Linked DNA regions of Sus scrofa: region 1 is linked to region 2. The links are chromatin contacts, called in public Hi-C maps. All regions are on one chromosome and are shown on one strand. The core of a region is the stretch at or near the end of the contact, and the rest is flanking DNA. Distances in the headings are between cores, read along the strand shown.

Region 1 (2,915 bases), core at 18-2,517, 47 kb after region 2:
GGGTTTCCCAAGTAAATCAGTGCATGATAAAGGGAGTGAAAGGGGCCCTTATGGGGGGAAGAAAGAAATCAAAGGTCATATGTAGAGTTTAAATAAATTCCTTTTTGGAGCAAATGGATTATATGGTTTATCTTTGTAACAATCAGGGAAATTTAAATAGTTGATTTTAGAGAATGACTCAATTCTGTTCGATGTAACACTGGCATGGTAGTTACTTCTCAGCAATGAAGACTGAAATATTCATACGTGAAATGACGTAATGCCTGTGATGGACTTTAAAATACTCTTGTTAACAAATACATGTAGTGGATGAGTGGAGAGCACTGGGGAGCACTTGGCAAAATGTGATGCTTGTTGAAGCTGAGTGACAGGTGCATGGGGGTTTATTATATTCATCTCTTTACATTTTATATGTTTCCAAAATATACTAAGTTAAAGTCAGGGAGTTCCCTGGTGGCCTAGCGATGAAGGATATGGCCTGTGACCGCGTGGCGTGGGTTCAGTCCCTGGCTTGAGAAGTTCTGCATGCCATGGGTGCAGCCAAAAATAAATACATAAATAAAACAAAGTTGAATATACCCCAAAGTGTATGTGCTAATGGTAGGAGCTTGGGGAGGGGTGAGGAGGTGGTTGGATAGAAAAAGAAAGAAGAACCAAATGCAAAATACATTTTTTTCCATATAAGATGAATTTTCATTTTTATTGTTGGCTGTATTCATTTTAGTATTACTCCTTTGTTGTCTCAGTTGAAGTCCCTTCTGCCACTTAAAAATAGAGTTCTTACCTGCACATTCACATTTCAAACAGCTATCCGTGATTTTGTGTCACTGGTATTCATTCTGCCATTTAGATGTTTTTCCAAAATCATAAATTGAATTGGCTTTACTCAACTGCTTTGCTTGCAGGATAAAGACCTTGATTGGATCTTTGGTATTGGGTTTGCTAGCTGATTTGACAAGCCTTTTATTTTAAAATTATCAACAGAAAAAAAAGCAAATGGGGGAAAATCCCCAAATAATAGGAACTTATATTTTTAATAAACGACTGATGTGGGAAGCAAGGCATGTAATTAGTTTGAGATGCAGGGCAGCAAATCAGAACCAATAGCTGCTCAGAGAAACAAATCAGTGGAATGTGAAAATGCATCACCATAGCCTACATTTTTTTTTATACCAAGAGATTTGCAGCTGATTATCCGGGGTGACTCATTCCTGTGCTGGGAGGGTGAGGTAATGCTCCTATGAGGGGTGATGTCATCTCTGTACCTGAACTGCATGCTTCTATCACTGCTTGTGGCTCTCAAGGAAAAAGCGCCATCTGTTTTCACAGATGTGGCCTGAAAAACTTCACAAAGATTGGTGCACGGGTCAGCAGCCATGGGTATGACTCATAAGCAGCCAATTGAGGAAGAGCAGCTATTTAAAAGTGAACTTTAAAGTCATAATCCAGAAATATGACACGATTTGAGTATTAAATCATAATGCTTTCTCATTGTTTTGGGTTTTGCACTCTTCCCTTTGAATCATGCCCTAGAAGACCTAACTTTTAAAATGGGGCAATTTTGGAGTTCCCACTGTGGTGCATAGGGATTGGCAACATCTTGGGAGTGCTGGGATGCAGTTCGATCCCTGCCTGGGCGCAGTGGGCTAAAGATCTGGCCTAGTTGCCTAGGTCACAACTTCCACTCAGATTTGATCCCTGCCCCGGGAATTCCATATGCCACAGTGTGGCCGAAAAAGAAAAAATAATAATAAAATTAATTAATTAAAAAAGTAAAATAGGGCAATTTTTCACTACATGGTCAATCATATGAAATCTTAGTTGCTTAAACCTGACTTTTAATTGCAAATAACTTTTTTTCCTTTCACATTTAGACACAGAGAGAAATTTTAGTTCCTATTCGTTTGACAGATTTTTGTCTGTTTTGGGGGGTGGGGGTGGTTGCACTGAGGAGCCATTGTGTTCCCTAAGGATCTACTACTTCTTTAGAGGGAAAAAAGTTGTTTAATGGAAGAGGAAACAAATAAAAATAAAGGTTATCTGTTCACTACAGCCCCATGAAACCCCTCTTCCTCGTTCTTATATTGATGCAAACCATTCTCCAGTCTGTACTCAGCCAGTACTACTGTTAACAAGACCAGACAACTGAAATACCTATTTGCTAACTTTCTTATAATTTGAACTTAGTATTCTAGTAAATAGAATAGAGACTACCTAATATAATATGGAAGGTGGAGAACAGGAAATACTTGGTTTTCAAACTGGTATGTAACTTAAAATGGGAGCCTGTTTTGGCTAAAATACTATAATATTGTTATCATAGAGTGTGTATATATGACCTAAATCTGTTCTTTAAAAAAAAATTTTTTTTTAGGGCTGCACCTGAGGCATGTGGAGTTTCCCAGGCGAATCGGAGCTGTAGCTGCTGGCTTATGCCACAGCCACAGCAACTTGGGATCTGAGTTGTTGGATCCTTAACCCACTGAGCGAGGCCAGGGATCAAACCTGCACCCTCATGGATGCTAGTCAGATTCGTTTCTGCTGAACCATGACAGGAACTCCCTAAGTCTGTTCTTAATGACAGCTTCAGGTTGGACAGCCTACAAAAGATAAAAAGAAAAGTTTCAATTCTTGAAAATAAAATTGTGAATCTGTTATTATCAAGAAATAAGAAAGCAGGAGTTCCCGTCGTGGCTCAGCGGTTGATCCTGTGTTGCTGTGGCTGTGGTGTAGGCAGGCTGGTGGCTACAGCTCTGATTGGACCCCTGGCCTGAGAACCTCCCTATGCCAAGGGTGTGGCCCTAAAAGACAAATAGACGAAAAAACAAAACAAACAAACAAAAAAATTAGAAGAAAGCAAAGAAAATAATAATGTTAATACTCTAAGATAATATGAGGTGGTATATATATGTCAT
Region 2 (3,048 bases), core at 435-2,934:
AGTCCTCATGCATACTGGTCAGATTGGTTTCTGCTGCGCCACGACAGAACTCCACAATTTCTGTTCAGTGATGTGATTCTACATTCTCCAGTCCTGGAACCCAGCAAGTCCATGCCCACCTTTTGCTCGTGAAAGAAGGATTTATCTGGATTGTTATCACAACAAAGGCCCATGTACAAAGGTCCTGTCCTAGTATGTGTGCACAAAGGGCCTTTGGTATTTAAAAAAGAAATGAGTAAGGCTACCAGCTCCATTGAGCCTCTTACAGCTCTGAGTAAACTCATATGAACTAAGACCCAGTTGTAAGAACTGGGGTTTACATCCAACTGGCTTTTTTGAAAGCTCCTGCCTTGTTGGTTTGGGTTATTTATATGCTTTGGTTTTGCAGAGGACCAAGTAGCATTTCCTCTTTTAACCATCAGAGAAAAGAAAAAAAAAAAAGTTTTGGTATTGCCAGAGGCTGAGAAATACACCCAAATACCTGCAACATGATGTGATACAGTCAGGGTTGGACTAGAGTGGAGCAGATGCTCAAGATGCTCTTTCATGTGATAAGGTTGCTACCTTGAAAAGTTCCCTTTCAAAGGGAAGAGTCTCTCATCTTCAAAGATCCCTTACGTGGGGGTTATCTCTGCTCCTCCCTGCTGAGCTGCCTATTGCTAGTTACCTGGTACACATTCAAGTTCATGAGGTGCTTGGGCTTTTAACTTTTTTTTTTTTCCTTTCTTTTCTTTTCTTTTTTTTTTTTCTAGGGCTGCTTGTGCAGTATATGGAAGTTCCCAGGCCAGGGGTTGAATCGAGCTGCAGCTGCCAACCGGCACCACAGCCACAGCAACATAGGATCTGAGCCTCATCTTTGACTTACACCACAGCTCACAGCAACACTGGATCCTTAACCCACTGAGCAAGGCCAAGGATTGATCCTGAATTCTCATGGACATCATTCGAGTTCATTACCGCTGAGCCACAATGGGAGCTCTGGGCCTTTTAACTTAAAAAAGCAATTCTGGGAGTTCCCATCGTGGCTCAGAGGTTAACGAAGCTGACTAGAAACCATGAGGTTGCGGGTTCGATCCCTGACCTTGCTCAGAGGGTTAAGGATCTGGCGTTGCCGTGAGCTGTGGTGTAGGTTGCAGACTCAGTTTGGATCCCGCATTGCTGTGTCTCTGGCATAGGCTGGCGGCTACAGCTCTGATTGGACCCCTAGCCTGGGAACCTCCATATGCTGAGGGAGCAGCGCAAGAAATGGCAAAAAGACAATAAATAAATAAATAATAAAAAATAAAATAAAAAAACAATTCTGAGGAATGTGGGAGGTCATAGCTGTGTGTCTGTAGACACTGCCCTTTTTGCCTTCTTTTTCAGAACTAAGATGAAGGTTTTCTTATTAAAGGGCAGGTGTTCCCTGATTTAGCCAAGAGGAAGATGGCCATGAGGGAGGTGGTTGAGGGAAGAAGCTGAACATTATTTCACTGCACAGCCTCTCTCTCAGCTTGACTTTTGAGCTTCTGCCAGTTCTCCCAGAATAAACTGGTCAAGAAAGCACAGATCCTCCGGCACCAACCCACTAGCAGCCAGCCCGCACCACATCTGCCCTGGCCTTTCAGAAAAACAGACACATATCTGAGTCAGTGTTGGCCTCTCTGAGGGAAACAGGGGCTGGCCTCCAGAATCAGGTGACAGTCATACTACTGCAAGCCTCATCACCAAGCCAATAGGAAGAGCTTAGTGTAAGCACACATCCTCTGCTTCTGGAATTCAGGAGCTGCAAGGAAGCCGCTTTCAAAATAGAAGAAGGGAAGTTCCCCTTGTGGCTCAGCAGGTTAAGAACCCAGAGAGTATCCATGAGGACCATGGTTCAATGCCTGGCCTGGCTCAGTGGGTTAAAGAACCAACAAAGTTGCAGACTTGGATCTGGTGTTGCTGTGGCTGTGGTATAGGCTGGCAGTTGCAGATCTGATTAGACCCCTAGCCTAGGAACCTCCATATGCCACAGGTGCAGCCCTAAAAGATAAAAGAATTTTAAAAATTTAAAAAGTAGAGGGTTTCAGGAAGCTGCAGCCTGCTGGGAGAGGAAGAATAAAGAACACCTTCTTACCTTAAAGTACAGTGGCAAGAGAGGAAGCCTGGGTTCCTAAGGATGGACCAGAGGAAGAAACTTAGCAGGCTGATGACCATCAGCCCAGCCATGATGACCATCATTTCCCTCAAAATGTGTATGTGACTCCTTTTGTTCCTGGAGGCTCTTTAAAGTTAGTACTCAGAGAAGGGAGGAGCCCTCCACAACCTCAACTGTAGAACAAGTACAGGCAAAGAGTGCTCATTTAGACATGCATTTATTTACTGGTCATTTCACTAATATTTATTGACAGCCTACCATGTGCCTGGTGGTGCATGGATGTTGAGGAGACAGTGGATAACTGGAGGGGCTGTACCTGGGCTGGGGGCAGCCTGGACCTACAGTGCTTCAAGACAATGGACAGGTGACCCTGAGTCCAAGCTGCCAAGGAAGAGCTAACCTGCACGGATTAGAAATGCAAATAGAGGGAGTTCCTGTTGTGGCTCAGCAGTAACAAACTCGACTAGTATCCATGAGGATGTGGGTTCGATCCCTCGCCTCACTCAGTGGGTAAAGGATCCATGTTGCCAGGAGCTGTAGTGTAGGTCGCAGATGCGGCTTGGATCTGGTGTTGCTGTGGCTGTGGTGTAGGCCAGCAGCTGCAGCTCTGATTCGACCCCTAGCCTGGGAAATTCCACATGCCTCGGGTGTGGCCCGTGAAGCAAAATAAATAAATAAATAAATAATTTTAAAAAAGAAAGATGAGAGAAAGAAAGAAAGAAAAGAAATGCAAATGCAAGTAGATGAAAATGTCAAGCCAAGTGACCTTTGGGTTGGAGGGACTGTCAGGATTATCTCTGATTCTTTCTTTTCTGACTCCCAGGGTTGTTTCTGTTATACTCAGGAAAATGACACTTAGTGACTCATGATCAATAGTGTGAACATTGAATTACTCTTCTAATTCAAACTTTTTTTCAGCAGCCTTCTCT

The links. A called contact is a pair of places that touch in the nucleus more often than the background predicts.
Region 1: a Hi-C map of embryonic fibroblasts shows a contact between it and region 2, with 2.0 times the contacts expected there. The contact joins two enhancer-like sites. A contact is called at or near these places in 1 of 5 promoter capture datasets (liver), 21 of 47 Hi-C or Micro-C datasets (alveolar macrophages, blood, embryonic fibroblasts and 11 more) and 2 of 2 datasets of contacts at active chromatin or transcription factors (alveolar macrophages and skeletal muscle).

The regions. Positions count from the first base shown.
Region 1 is chr3:57,454,219-57,457,133 of Sscrofa11.1, forward strand. All of the region lies in intron 2 of EIF2AK3 (eukaryotic translation initiation factor 2-alpha kinase 3), which reads left to right. Among named protein-coding and RNA genes, the nearest start is that of EIF2AK3, 32 kb to the left of the region's middle. Within about 2 kb of position 1,268, at least 17 of the 83 cell types and tissues checked have an H3K27ac peak or open chromatin away from gene starts, as enhancers often do. A contact at or near this core is called in alveolar macrophages and embryonic fibroblasts, where this site is marked.
Region 2 is chr3:57,406,942-57,409,989 of Sscrofa11.1, forward strand. The region is part of intron 4 of LOC102164763 (a long non-coding RNA gene); the gene reads left to right. Among named protein-coding and RNA genes, the nearest start is that of EIF2AK3, 15 kb to the right of the region's middle. Within about 2 kb of position 1,685, at least 15 of the 83 cell types and tissues checked have an H3K27ac peak or open chromatin away from gene starts, as enhancers often do. A contact at or near this core is called in alveolar macrophages and embryonic fibroblasts, where this site is marked.